Regions from separate parts of the Mus musculus genome. Here region 1 is linked to region 2. A link is a contact called in public HiChIP or PLAC-seq data. All regions are on one chromosome and are shown on one strand. Each heading gives the region's core, a stretch centred on a gene start, on an enhancer-like site or on the middle of the called end of the contact. The rest is flanking DNA. Distances are from core to core; before and after follow the strand shown.

Region 1 (6,811 bases), core at 743-3,242, 380 kb before region 2:
GAAAGGTGGGGAGCCCCGGGGTGTGGGAGCTTAAGGTAAGCAATGCCTGGACACCTGCCAAAATAAACAGGCCACCCCTGTCCCAGGCACAAAGGGCTCTCTGAGAGAGAGGTCACTCCCAGACCCATGTGGCATCCTGGAGGCTCATGTTTCTTAACATAAAACATGCCATTCCCAGTCAGGACTGGGTGTGGCTCATGCTTTGACTCCTGGTGGGTGGGGCTTGTGGGCTCCCAGTGACCCATCTGGATGGTGTTTGTCTGTCCTTGCTGAGACCTGATCGGCACAGAAAAATGGGGAGAGGCCAGACAGCCGGTTTCTCTTGCAGATGTGGGTAGTTCTGGTGCCTCTGGACTACACTTTCAATTGTCTACTCCCGTCTCGTCTCCCTTTGTCTGTCTGTCTGTCTCTGTCTTTCACTCATATGGGCACCCATGCATACTCAGAGTCCAAATGAGAGAAGATCTCTAATCAAACTACCCCTAAATCAGCCTTCTCTCCTGCTTTATACCATTGTCATAGAGAAATTAAACTAGGACCCAGAGAAGTAGGCTGTGAACACAGAGTAAGAGTCTGCGCTCTCAGTAATGCTCCTCTGGTGACCAAGGGAACAGACCAGTCAGGAGGTTACAAAACCTTCTGTGGACCTTGTGTGGTTTGTGCTTTCAGGAGAAAGAGTTGGAACAAGGTATCTTGTGACTCCTCAGTTCATAGTTCGGTCTCAAAGCCACAAGAACAGGCAGCCAAGCACCAGAGCCACCTGCCACACAGCTCTGATCCTTGAGTCTTGTTACACAGTTTCTGAGGCCCTGATAATGTACCTCAGGAGTAGCTAACATAGTCCCTCCCTGGACCTCAACTGAGACAGGTTCTTTGAGCATGGAGCCTCAGTCTCTCCAGCACATCTGGCTGTATGAACTGCAAAGACATCTAGTTATTGAACAGACCTTTCTTTTTAAAATCTTATTTATTTTTATGTGTATGGGTGTTTTGTCTGCATATATGACCACATTATGTGTGTGCCCGGTGCCTGCAGAAGTCAGAAGAAGGCGTCAGATCCACTGGAACTGGAGTTACAGATGGTTGTAAACTGCCGAGTGGGTGCTGGGAATTGAACCTGAGGCCTCTGGAAGAGCAACCATTGTTTCTAACTGCAGAGCCATCTCTCCAGCCCCAGTATAAAGCTTTCTTGGGCACCAGCTATGGGCCAATAGACAAAACCTTCAACAGCCAACCCCTGGGGCTTACAGTAGACAGGATGAAGTTTCTCCCTGTACGGGTCAGCTATGGCGCCTCTCACAAGTCCTCAGTCTGGGCCAGCCAGCAGTCCTGTGGGCAGTAGCTTGCAGGGTCGTTTGCTGCTGAGGGCTGTTTGGGAAGATCTGTTCAGTACCTTTCTCAGTTCTGGATGCTTTAGGGTTTGGAGCTTCTGGGCTTGTGGAAGCATCACCTGACCTTGGCTCTACTTCACAATGTGTCTATTGCCACAATGTTTCTTTTCTTTTCCCTTTCTCTCTCTTTCTTTGTCTCTTTCTCCCTTTCTCCCTTTCTCCCACTCTCTCTCTCTCTCTCTCTCTCTCTCTCTCTCTCTCTCTCTCTCTCTCTCCCTCATGTTTTTGTTTTGTTTTATGAGATAAGGTTTCTCTGTGTAGCCTTGGCTCTCCTGGAACTCACTCACTCTGTAGACCAGACTGGACTCAAACTTGGAGATCTGACTACCTCTGCCCACTGAGTGCTGGGATAAAAGGTGTGCACCACCGTACCTGCTGAATTTTTCTTTTTTAGAAGGACAAGGTCAGTGGTGGTGCATGCCTCTAATCCCAGCACTTCGAAGGCAGAGGCTAGCAGGTTTCTGAGTTTGAGACCAGCCTGGTCTACAGTGTGAGTTCCAGGACAGCCAGGGCTACACAGAAAAACCCTGTCTCAAAAACACAAAAAGGAGGAGGGGGGAGGAGGAGGAGGCCATTGCATCAAAGCACCTGCTAGGGCCTCATCCTAATCTGATCATTCACAGGACTGTTTCCCTGAAGGGTGCCTTCTGGGGTGCTGAGGGTTAGATCCCAGTATGCCATTTTAGGGGTGAACATAGTACCTTCTCTAGGGAAGCTTAGGCTGGTGTGGAGCAGAGTGTCGCCCCCAGGACACTTCAGTTTCTGACAAGGTCTTCTGTGAACACCTCTGATTGGTGAAACCAGGTCACATGCCCGCTCCTCGCTGTCTCACTAGCTAGGAATTTTGTGTCTGACTCCTTCCTACCTTGAGGAGGCATGGAAAGTACTGTGGGCTTTCCCCCAGAGCAGGAAGAGCATTCCAACGACTCATCCAAACAAGGCATCAGAAATCCACTGCACAAGGACTTGCAGGTTTCTTCCCAAAGAGTCCCTGAGCCGGAGTGGGGTGAGACAGCAGCTTCGTCTTGTCTCTTCCTTGTGCTGTCCATGCAGCACCTCACATTCAATAAGCATGTTCTATAAGCCAGACAATGTTCTGCCTTTATTACTTATTGGCTATTCTTGTGTGGTACGTGTGTGGGGTTGCTTCTCTTCCTCCATCATCCATTTCAAGGCTCAAACGCAGGCAGCTGGTCTTGGCAGCAATCACCTGTACTCTCTGAGCTATGTCACTGACCCAGTTTCTAATCTCCTGTATTGCCTTTTTTAATCCTTCTCTTGCCCCTTCCACAGATGAGAAGACTGAGGACCAGGAGGACCAGGAACTTAACCTAACAGGTGGGAGAGACACATATGAATCAACAGTTCATGGACAGAGGAAATGAGAGGTGGAGCCAGAACCCTCCTGGCCACTATTCATTGACAGGAGTGAGAGCTGTAAGCTGCTGCCCTGCTGCCCCTGACTGGAATGTCCACTGTGCACCCCTAAACCAAGGCACTCTGTCCAAGTGCTTGAGAGCCCTGAAAGGAGGAGGAGAGAAGGCACCAGAGGGGTGGGGGTGGGAGTCCAGTCTGGAGTCTCTGTCTGCGTAGGTGGCTGAGGAGAGGCTACATCAAAGGGGTGGCTCCTGAACTTCTGACCCTGCTGGGTATTCACAGATGTCTCCCTGCAAGGGCAGGGAGGGTCTCTCGATGGTCCCTTGCCAGGGAGCCACTACACACAGGGCCAGGCTGTCCCCAAGCCTCTTCCCTGAAGACCTAGGAGAGGCCATGTGGCTGAGAGAGTAGGCTTTCTAGCTGAGCTGCATTGAGAATGTGGTTCAGGCTCTTGACATGTCCAGAGACAGAGACCTGGGACCCTGGTCTGTAGAGTTGAGTTTCGAGCCTTACTATGCAAAGAACAGAGCAAGCTGTCATGACTCTGTTTATACCAGGGACATCTGTCATTCCAGGGAGTGCTGGACTCACCCTAGTGCTTGACTTTCCAAAGGAAGCAGGGTGCATGTTAGCATCTTGAGGTTGGGGTTTGTAGTAGCACATGTCTGTCTTTCCTTCCTCCTGTGTGTGTATCCCCTACTGAGGAGGGCAGGAAACAGCAATAAAGGGCCAGGTGTGGTGGCAAGCATTCCCAGTTCTGTTTGGGTTATAGGGCATGAGGGCTTCATGAGCCCAGAAGCTCAGACCTTGCCTGGCAACATAGCTAGCATCATTCCCTTCAGCCTGATTCACAGTCAGGTAAGACTAGAATGCCTTTCTATCCGCCAGCAGTACAGTCCACAACAACATACAGAAATAAGAAAGAGAAGGAAAAAGAAATTATCCGCTGGAAGTCTTTATTATAAACTATGAAATATGAAGTTAATAAAAAGTTGCAGAAATGTTTCCAAAAATCAATAATGTTCCAGAGCTTTAAAACTGGATTAATTTCATAATAACAGAAGAATATTAATGTGTATTGTAGGCTTATTCCTAAGTGTCTCCCCACAAATAAGCAGAGAAGAGGGGCATTTATAGAATTTGAAAATAAAATGAGGTCCTGCCTGAATTTCCAGCCATCCTATTAAATTTGAATTCTTGATAAGCACCAACCCCCTTTTAAACATATGTCTCAAATATTTCATGAGGTGTGTACTGATACTAAAAAAAATTATTTCTCTGATGCTCAAATTTAGTCAGCTACACTGTATTTCTGTTTGCTCCAACAGGTCACCTTAGGTCTGTTCTTGAATCCATCTGAGACGGGGTAGGCAAAGGAGTGAGATGAAGCAGCTGTTGGGCAGACCCTAGGGCCTGCAAGCCTCTGAAGCTGGCCCCAGAGCTGCCACTTGGGGCCTCGGGAGACCCCATACTTCCTCTCAGAGCAGCATCTCCGTGGACAGAGCAGGCTGGCCCCGCAGCTGCAACAGGGAGCCTGCAAAACACCTTCAAACAAGTCAGAAGAGAGGACTAGGTGAGCCAAGAAATGACCCAGTTGACAATCATCACAGGAGAGGCCCGGCTACATGTCCTAGTACACCAGGCCTGATCACAGGTGCCTGGCTCCCTCGGACATGGTGGGCCAGCCTTGCCACCTGCGAGGTTAGTGACACTAAGCCACATCTCCAGTGGCCCAGTAATTCCAAAGCCTTGCTCTGACCTTCCCTTCGGGCCCAGCTGTTCCGCCCATCCCCCACATTCTCTGGCGCTGAGGTCATGGAAACCCCACCCCACCCCCACCCCCGAGGGGAGGGCGCTGCCAGGCTGAAGTGCCAATGTAGGGAGATTAGCTGGGTGACTGGTGGTTTGTGTAGCTGTGGAGGGTTGTGGGTTCAGAGAGAGAGAGAGACAGAGAGGCAGACAGAGAGAGAGAGAGAGAGAGACCTAGGCTCCCTAGAAGCCAAGGAGAGAGTCTAGCAGTCTCTCCAAAACAGGACAAGGCCTTCTCTGAGGACTCCTCTACCCTAGCGTTGTAGGGCAGTTCCTCTGGGTCTTTCTGCTCATGCGTCGCTGGGGGGGCGGGGGGGGGGGACTGCTCCAGGTCCTCTCTGGTGAACAACAGACAGGAGGGGGGCGGGGTGCCGGCCTGCCTGGGAGGAAGAGAAGGAAGAATGGTTTGGCAGCGATGCTTTTAGATCCATTCTAAAAGATGACAAAACCAAGACACAGGAGTCGGGGCTTTCTGCAGTTACCAAATAGTCTGGCTCAGGTTGCCCCAACACTAGAAGCTCGGCCTGTGCCATTCCTCTTTGTTGCTCAGGAAAATTCTGGTTTCCCTCAGAAGGAAACACCTCCTGTCAGCTCTGTCAGGCTATATAGTTATGTCCTCCCAACCCCACTTCCACAAGTTGGTCTATAGCTGTGACATTTCCACTAGAAAATAATGCTGAAAGGAAACCAACCATACTTGTGTGCACACACCAGCAACTCTGTTGGTCCCTCAGCCATCCTCCCACAGAGCGTGGTATACTCTGCGGGCTAGGCTCCAGGGGGTTCTGTGTTGATGACCGTCCCTCCTCTCCGCCCTTGGGGAGTCTCATTTGAGAAATCTTGGCAGCCTGATGACCAATCCCGTAATCTTGTTTATGTGATCAGCTGGGTTTGGTAACATGATGAGATATTTGCCTTCATGGTATCTCCCCGAAAAGGGACTCAAGGGGCTGACCTGCCTGCCCTGTGTCCTCTTCAGTCCTTCATAGAAGGATCAAGCTTCACCCATCTTACTTGCACTGGGATTGCTCAGTCTCTGATGCCCCTGTCACCTCTAACGACTATGCCTCCTCTAAATTATTCCTCACAGTTGATGGCAAGAAATTTCTGGTAGTTCTGTGTGTGATGGAGAGAGACTGAGAGAAAGGGTTGGGGAAGGCTCACGCAGAGATAGGGGAGGGAGGAGATAGCAGTCTTGGGGGGGGCTCATTCAGAGAGAGGAGAGGGGGTAGGGAGCAGGCTGTGGGTGGGTGAGGCTCACTCAGAGAGGAGAGAGGGGGTATGGAGCAGGCTGGGGGGGGAGGCTCACTCAGAGAGAGGGGAGGGAGGGAGCAGGCGGGTGGGGGGGGGGAGGCTCACTCAGAGAGAGAGGAGGGGGTTGGGAGCAGGCTCAGGGGTTCCAGTCTCGTGGGGAGATGGATGCAGGAGGTGACAATGGGAGCCAGGGCCTCCCAGCCCAGTTTGCTTAGAGTCTAGTCAAAGGAGTGTGGGCCACCAAGTCAGGGCCAGTGCTGCAGCACCTCCCAGGCTGAGGGTTTACTAAGCAGCACTTCTGCCATCAGCAACAATTCCCTGTCTCTCTAAACACCCTGCCCACACAGAGCCTTCTCTTACAGTGTGGATTTAGAGCCAGATACAGAGTTCGAATCCCGGCTCTGAAGCTTGCCAGACTTGGAAACATCACTTAATTCTTTCTAAACCTCCAAAGTGAGGTTCTGAGCACCAGCTGTCTGGCTGGCGTGGGGATTATGCCGAAGTCATGACAGCTGGCTGTTTGTCACTGTTCCTAATGTGATGATGTGACAGCTGTCTTTCTTTACCTCTCCTCCCCCATTGTCAGCTGAGTCTCTGCCATCCACAGCCTCAGCAGCACGGAATCCTCAGCAGCACCATCCAACCAGCAAGGTGGTGGTGAGAAGGCAGAGAGAAGCAGAAGGCTCCCATGAAAACAAACCAGAGAACACAGGTGACCTCCCATGCGATTCTGAGGAGCACTGTTGCCACTGACTAGAGGAGAGAAGGGAGGGAGGGCCTCTGGGAGACACAAGACAGAGGCAAAGGTTCAGGTCTCTGATGGGGCCTCCCTTGTTCTGACCCTACAAACATGTGGTAGAGACCTTATTTTGGAAAAGGGACTCTGAAGACATGATTAAATATTTCAGGCTGAGAACATCTTGACTTCTCTGGGTGAACATCAAGTTTAGTGTCACGTGCCCTTGCAGGAGCAGTATAAG
Region 2 (7,085 bases), core at 1,680-4,179:
AGAGTGGTAACAGCACAGCCAATACTAGGCAGTATTGAAATCTCTCTGCCAACTTCACTAGTCCAAAACTCTTCAATTTAGCTTCAGGAAGATTTTATGGACTAGAGCATAACATTCTTCACCAAAATATCACAATTATGATCTATAGGCCACATGCTAATAGTATTCCTCTCTAAAACTTCTTGATCTGGGCCCCCACAGTTCAAGTCATCCTCAGCACTGCCTTTCATGTTGCTACTAGAGTGGCCCATTATGCCCTGTTAAAACATCCAACCATTTTTCTAGTCCGAAGTTCCAAAGTCCACATTCTACCAACAAGCAGCATGGTCAGGCAATACCCCATTGCTGGTACCAACTTCTGTCATTGTCTCTGTTCTTCTTCTGTGAAGAGACACCATGACCAAGGCCACTCTTATAAAAGACAGCATTTGGTCAGAAGATTGCTTACAGTTTCAGAGGTTTAGACCATTATCATCATGGCAGAGAACATGGAAGCACAAATATAGACATGGTGCTGTAGAAGTAGCCAAGAGTTCAATATTCTGATCTTCAGGAACATGAGGGTGGGGAGGAAGAGGAAGAGGAGAGGTGAGGCAAAGGAGAAGGATTAGGAAGAGAAGGAGAAGAGGAGGAAGAGGAAAAAGAGGAAGAGGAGGAGAAAGAAGAGGAAGAGGACAAAGGGTGGGGTACCCCCCCCCCCCGAAAAAGGGTTTCTCTGGATAGCTCTGTCTGTCCTTTAACTCACTCTGTAGACCATGCTGGCCTCAAACTCAGAAATTCACCTGCCTCTGCTTCCCAAGTGCTGGGATTAAAGTGTGTGCCACCACTGCCTGGCCGGGGTGGGGCATTTTTATTCAAACCACCACACTGCCACCCCCCAACCTTATTTCTTCATGTAATATATGATTACTACTACATGCTTTGAGTGAGGAGAGAGTCTGAACTTTAGGTACAAAAAACTAGGAGTGGATAAATGAGGCTGGACACATAATGGAAAGGAAGGTGGAGAAGGGAGGTTTGGAAGAAAAAAACATGGCAAAGCGGAGGGGCCCGGTGTGAGCCCTGGTCAAGAGCATCTGAAGCCGACATGCTCAGAGCATCCTTGAGGCTCTCTCTGCCTATGACTTTTCTTAGTTCTCTTGGCTGGAACCATTCCCTCTTTTAACTGCACTCTCGTTGCGTTTATCATGCCTATCTTTTTGGATTGGTTTTACATACTTCTAAATTATTAACTACTAGATGGGAGCTATTATATTGTGAACGGACTCAGAGTCACAACTGCTTTTTGTCTGAGCCTCAGCACTAAGGTGTTTGGGCTCTGGAATCCTTATGCAACAAGGACTTTTTTCCACCTCTCCTAGACAGGGTTTCTCTGTGTGTATTCCTAGCTTTCCTGAACTCACTGTGTAGACCAGGCTGGCTTGGAACAGAAAGATCTCTGCCTACCTCCCTGGAGCATTGAGATTAAAGGTGTGGATCACCACTGCCGGGCTAGCCAGGACATCCTTTGCCTTAGAGTGAGGTGTACTGTACTTGGAGCCATTGGCAGTATAAAGCAGTGCACACAATATGTTAAAAATCTTTCATTATGTGTATGAACTGCTGTGTGCCTGACACATCTTTTTGCTTGACATACAGTATTTAGACCCAGTGTATAACAAAATGCTGTAACTGGGTAAATAATTAAGGCCACTTGGTTAAGTAGCAGAATCAGGACTGAAATTCTACTTTGTCTGACTCTAGAACCAGCAGTGTCCATCACACGGACTTGAGGGGAAAAAAAAATCAAAGTAGCAATTACAGGATGGTTGGTAGTCATGGGATGCAGCGCTTTCAGTGGCTTAACTCACTATTAATTGACTGACACAAGGTCTTACTGTGTAGTTCTAACTGGCCTGGAACTCTTAGATCAGGCTGGCCCACAACTTAAGATGTCTGTCTGCCTCTGTCTTCTGAGTGCTGGGACAAAGGTGTGCATCATTGACCAGCCTTGAACACTTTGTAGTTTATCTAGGTGAAAACTGGAGCTGATGGCCAACTAAAAATTATTCCTTATCTGTCTCATGGTGTACCCAGTAAATCTTGATATCTAATTTTTCATGTATTCTCAAAAGAACTTCCTAAACTAAAGAAGAGAAGAAAACTGCTCTGCTGTGCAATCATTAATGTTGTATACCCGATTTAACGAACGACTGTTACAGACTGGAGAAGAGGCTTCATGCTTTCAGCGGAATTCGATATTTCGAAAGGATCACAGAAAACTTTAAGAGGGAAACTGTACCGGTTCGGGAGTGAGGGTACGCGGAGGAGGAAGAATTTCATAAGTTGTAGTTCTGATACCCCAGGTCACAAGAAATCTCCCTACAACAGATGCATATCATCTTTCATTAAAGTATACACACACACAACCACCCCCATATAAAAACCACACGAATAACTAAAAAGTGGAAATTTCCACGTTGCACGATGGTAGTGCTGATGAAAGCTGCTACACAGTCACTTCCAAGATCCTACTATCAGGTTTTGATAAGGCTCTTACGTAACTGCCTGCCGTAGGAAGCGGAGCATCTCTGGTTCCTCGGGGTACATTTCTCTTAAGTATAAATGCGGCTGGAGGACGAGAAACAACAACAAGCCATTCGCATATGCACAACCATTAGGGATCCGGGAGGAAAAGAAACCCGGCGCGCGTGCCCTTTCGCCCGGCTTCCCGAGCACGTGCTCTCTGGAACACGCCGCCCCGCCCCGGGGGGCCGGGCTCGCGGCCCAGCGCGCCAATAGGCGAGCACCTTACAGCACCGTGGCCCGACAACGTTAAGCGGCCCAATCGCTGGGGCCCGGCCGCCCGTTTCCCGGAGCCCCGCCCCGCGCGCAGAGCCCCGCCCCCGCGGCCCCGCCCTCCGCCCCTCCCCCGCCGATCGGCGCCCAGGCTGCGAGACGGAGAAACTGGGGCAGAAGTGAAGATGGCGGCGGCGGCGCTGGCGGCGGCGGTTCGTCGCCAGTGACGCGCGCTGCGGGCTGCTGTCCCTCCCCGCTCCCCGCGTCCGCCGCGTCCGCCCCGGCACCTCTCCACCCGCCGCTCGCCGCGCTCCGGGCTGCCCTCGTCCGTGCGCGCCGTGGCCGGCCGAGCGGGCGGCGCGTTGATCCGCCCTCCCGCCCGCCGCGCCGGGCCGCCGGGCCGCGGACACACGCTCGGCGGGGAGGCGGCGGTCCCTGCGCGCTCGCGGCCCTCCGTTTGGGGACCGGGAGGAGGAGGCGGTGGCGGCGGCCGTGGGATCCGGGGACGGGAAGGGGATCGGGGGGCCGGACGACAGCGGGAGCGGCTCGTTCCCGGGAGCGGGGCGCGCAGGCGGTACCATGACGTCCATCCATTTCGTGGTCCACCCGCTGCCGGGCACCGAGGACCAGCTCAATGACAGGTAATGGGGCGGGGGAGGGGCACCTCCCTCCTTTTTCCCCTCCCCCACGGCCGCGCCGGGGGCCCTACCGCCCCCTGTAGGCCCGGTGTGGGCCAAACTTGGGAGCCTCGGGCCGCGGGGCGGGGGCCGGCGCGGTGTGGACGCGGCTGCGGTGTAGACGGCCCGGCGCGCTGCCCCCTCCCCCTCCCGCGAGGAGCCTCGTTGAACTCGGCGGAGCCGGGGGCTCCCGGCCCAGGCCCGAGGAATCCATATTAGTCAAAGTTGAATTGAGACAGACAATGCGGATGGGGGATGGTGGAGGTGGAAAAGAGAGGGAAGAGGAGCGGCGGGTTCGGGGGCTCCCGCGAGTCGTGTCCCGGGGGCTGGGTTTCCCCGGGGAGGCGGGGTGGGGGTGGGGGAGAGATTCCCGGCAGACCGCGGGTTGGGAGGGGGAGGAGGGAGGGAGCGCCATGATTATTGTTATTATTATTAGATTTGAGCCCCTGCAGTGAGGTTGACTGCCCCGGGAGGGGAATGAAGTCAGGCGGGGGTTGGGGAAGTGGATTGGATTCCCTTTGCTCTCCTTCCTTCGCCTTGGTACTGCCAAACTGCTCCTGGGCCCCTGCGGTGAGAGCCTTTTTGTTTCCTTTTTTATTCTAATGATAGTGTTTTCTGGAGTTGTAATTTGACAGCTGAAAACCGTGAGTGGAGTGTCAAAGGAAAATTCTTCGGTTTGCAGTTCGCAGTGCTGCTTAACGCGCTGTGAATTTCTGGGTTGGGTTTGTTACGGGCAGAGGAGGAATTTTGATTTAAAATATTTGAAAAATCTCTTAAGGCTGTTTTGATTTGGATTTTTTTCCCCTTCGCTCTGCCACTGTGTCTTACCACTTTAGGATATTGAATTGAGTTGCAGGGCCACATGCTCACTGGGACCTAAGATAAAGCAGGAAAAAAAGTCCCTGTACTGTTGCAAAACAGACTCGGAGGTTGAGGGAGGCCTCCATTAAAGCATGTCTTGAGATCTAGGACTCACATCTAATGATGGGCCAAATGTTTACAGGTCGGAAAGTGGATCGTTTTAAGCTTCCTTCTCCCCGCATACGTCGCTGCTGGCCCATATTTCTTTTGCGTGTGGAAGGCCATCAAGTTTAGATTCAAGGTGTAATTTTTGCTAAGTGACCGGGTGACTTACGTTGTGTGACGCCCAGTTTGTCATGCTCTTCCCGGAGAGAGGAAGAGACCTAGCTTGGCCTCTAATGTGTGAGTGTTACCTTTACCTTGGTCTGGCAGCTTTTAGATCCTGGGCTGGCAGTCTAGTTTCTGGCTTGGGGTGGGGATTTGTCTAATCTTTACTGTAGCCTATTGTTTAAATACATGTTTGTAAAACTCAAAATGCCTGTTGAAAAGATCAACTACGAGCCGGGCGTGGTGGCGCACGCCTTTAATCCCAGCACTCGGGAGGCAGAGGCAGGCGGATTTCTGAGTTCGAGGCCAGCCTGGTCTACAAAGTGAGCTCCAGGACAGCCAGGGCTATACAGAGAAACCCTGTCTCGAAAAACCAAAAAAAAAAAAAAAAAATCAACTACTTGGAGTTGTCTTATAGTTAACAATTTTTTAATTTAAACATTTTGTTATAGGATCCTTACTCTGACTTACTTTCATTAGAGATGCTTACAACTTCAACAGAAGGCTTGGGGGGGGGGTGTAAATCTTAGAATCAGATTAGTGGGGAGGAAAGCTCTACTGCCATTTAGAGAAGTGTGTTGGTCATGTTTGAGTCATTTTGCTTGTAACTTTGAAATTTGCACCAGAGAAGTAGGGCATGCTTTTTGTGGTGGTCCTAACTTTATGTACCAAGAATTTTAGTGTATTTATTGAGAGTGCATGCCAAGATCTTAGTCTTTGTGCTACCAATCTTCTATTTATTATTTACTTATGTAGGCAGAATCCTGGCTGGCCTAGAATTCACTACGTATCTGTAGGATAATGACCTTGCACTTCCTACCCTACTGCCTCTACCTCCCCAGTTCAGTGATTACAGGCCTGAGCCACCACACCCAGTTTACCTGGGGAATAGAATCCAGGGCTTCCTGCTTCCAGACAGATACTTTACTAACTGTCCTATATCTCCTGTGTGTGTTGGACCTTTTGAATCACTTCTTAGTTTTTTGTTTTTGTTTTTTGAGACAGGGTTTCTCTGTAGTCCTGGCTGCCCTGGAACTCACTCTGTAGACCAGGCTGGCCTCGAGCACAGAAATCCGCCTGCCTCTGCCTCCCAAGTGCTGGGATCAAAGGCGGGCCCCACCACTGCCTCACTTAGTGTTTTTTTGTTTTTAAACTTCAGGTGTTTGAGAAATTTACACACAGGATCTTTTTAAAAATCTGTTATTTTCCGAGTCTCAGCTTTTCCTAAAGCCCATGTACTGTATTAAGAATATTTAGGTACTTGCTTGTGACTTTGTTGTCGGAGTGCACACTTTGTGTGTGTGTATCTGTGTCTGTCTATCTAGATAAGTAGACGGGCAGACAGTGTCTCTGTTGCCCAGGCTGGGTTGATTGACAATCTTCTTGCCTTAGCCTCCTGGTTGCTGGGATTATGGACGTGTGCAGCAACGCTTGGGCTGAGTCCTTAGTTTGTTTTTATTTTATGTGTATATGTGAGTGCCTGCATGTATCCATCAGTACCATGTGTGCAGCTGGTGTAGGAGGAGGTCAGAATAGGGTGTCAGATCCCCGGATTGGAGATTGAATACTGTGAGCTGCTGGATACGGGTGATGAAATGGACCCACAACCTCAGCAAAAGCAGCAAGTGTTGTTAACTGCTGCGCCATCTTTTTAGGCCCCTGGCACGAGTGTTTTATGAAGTAAGGGAAAAGACAAGTGACTTTCACTTAAAATATGATTGTTAAGGTGGTAGATAAGTAAAACTAGGGAAGTGCATTAGGTAAGACCGGAGACCTGTTACTGTGATGCTTAGCTGTAGAGTTCATGGCCTGAGGTAGTTGGTTTGTGGCAGAAGAGTCCATTTTTATTTAAATGTTGCTTCTGGAAATGGAATTTGGACCCCCATGGTTCGTAGGTAGTACTTTACCTACAGAGCCATTCCCCAGCCTCCCAGTGAATTTGTGTTAGTTCCTGTTGAAGCCCAAGGACTAAAGGGAAATCTGGAAGTACCGCCTTGGAGAACGCCTGAGAAGTGAGAAGTTGTAGGTCATTCTCCTCACAGTGAGCTGAAGGGATTTACAGAATGGAACCAGAGATGGACTGTGAGCTACAGTTGAAACATGCACGGTGGGTGGGGTACCGCCGCCTGGACCCTTTCCCACTTGGTTTGGTTGGACTACAGGCACCTCAGCCTTAGCACGCACACCTGTCCCAGAAGTGCAGTGTTTTTACTCATTGCTAGAAATTTATTTGCTAATTACATATTCTGTGTAATATATAACAAACCAGTTCTATTTAACATTTTCAAAGCCATTTAAAAATATGTGTGTATGTGAGTGCGCCACACAGCACAGTGGTGGAGTGAGGTCAGAGGAACACCTGCCCTTACAGTTTGGGTTCTGGGAATCTTGTCAGGCAAGGATCTTTACCCAGTGAACCATCTTATCTGGTTCACCAAAAAATATTTTTAAATGCTTATGATGTGTGTGTAAGAGTGAGCGCCACAGGATGTGTGTGGAGGC

Evidence for each region. HiChIP or PLAC-seq counts read pairs in DNA pulled down with a chosen protein or histone mark.
Region 1: an H3K4me3 HiChIP or PLAC-seq map of bone marrow-derived macrophages shows a contact between it and region 2, with 5 times the contacts expected there. The contact joins the promoter of G930009F23Rik here to the promoter of Ubr5 in region 2. A contact is called at or near these places in 7 of 39 promoter capture datasets (cranial neural crest, embryonic stem cells, hippocampal neurons and 3 more), 3 of 484 Hi-C or Micro-C datasets (embryonic stem cells and pancreatic cancer cells), 10 of 115 datasets of contacts at active chromatin or transcription factors (the SCID.adh cell line, bone marrow-derived macrophages, embryonic limb bud and 6 more) and 1 of 9 other capture datasets (liver).

Annotation. Positions count from the first base shown.
Region 1 is chr15:38,450,689-38,457,499 of GRCm38.p6, reverse strand. It overlaps G930009F23Rik (a long non-coding RNA gene), which reads left to right and starts at 1,992. Exons shown (of 6, transcript XR_875184.1): 1 at 1,992-2,397; 2 at 2,685-2,729; 3 at 4,097-4,341; 4 at 6,418-6,543.
Region 2 is chr15:38,074,698-38,081,782 of GRCm38.p6, reverse strand. Ubr5 (ubiquitin protein ligase E3 component n-recognin 5) reads left to right here and starts at 2,929. Exons shown (of 59, transcript NM_001112721.2): 1 at 2,929-3,419. The coding sequence starts at 3,358.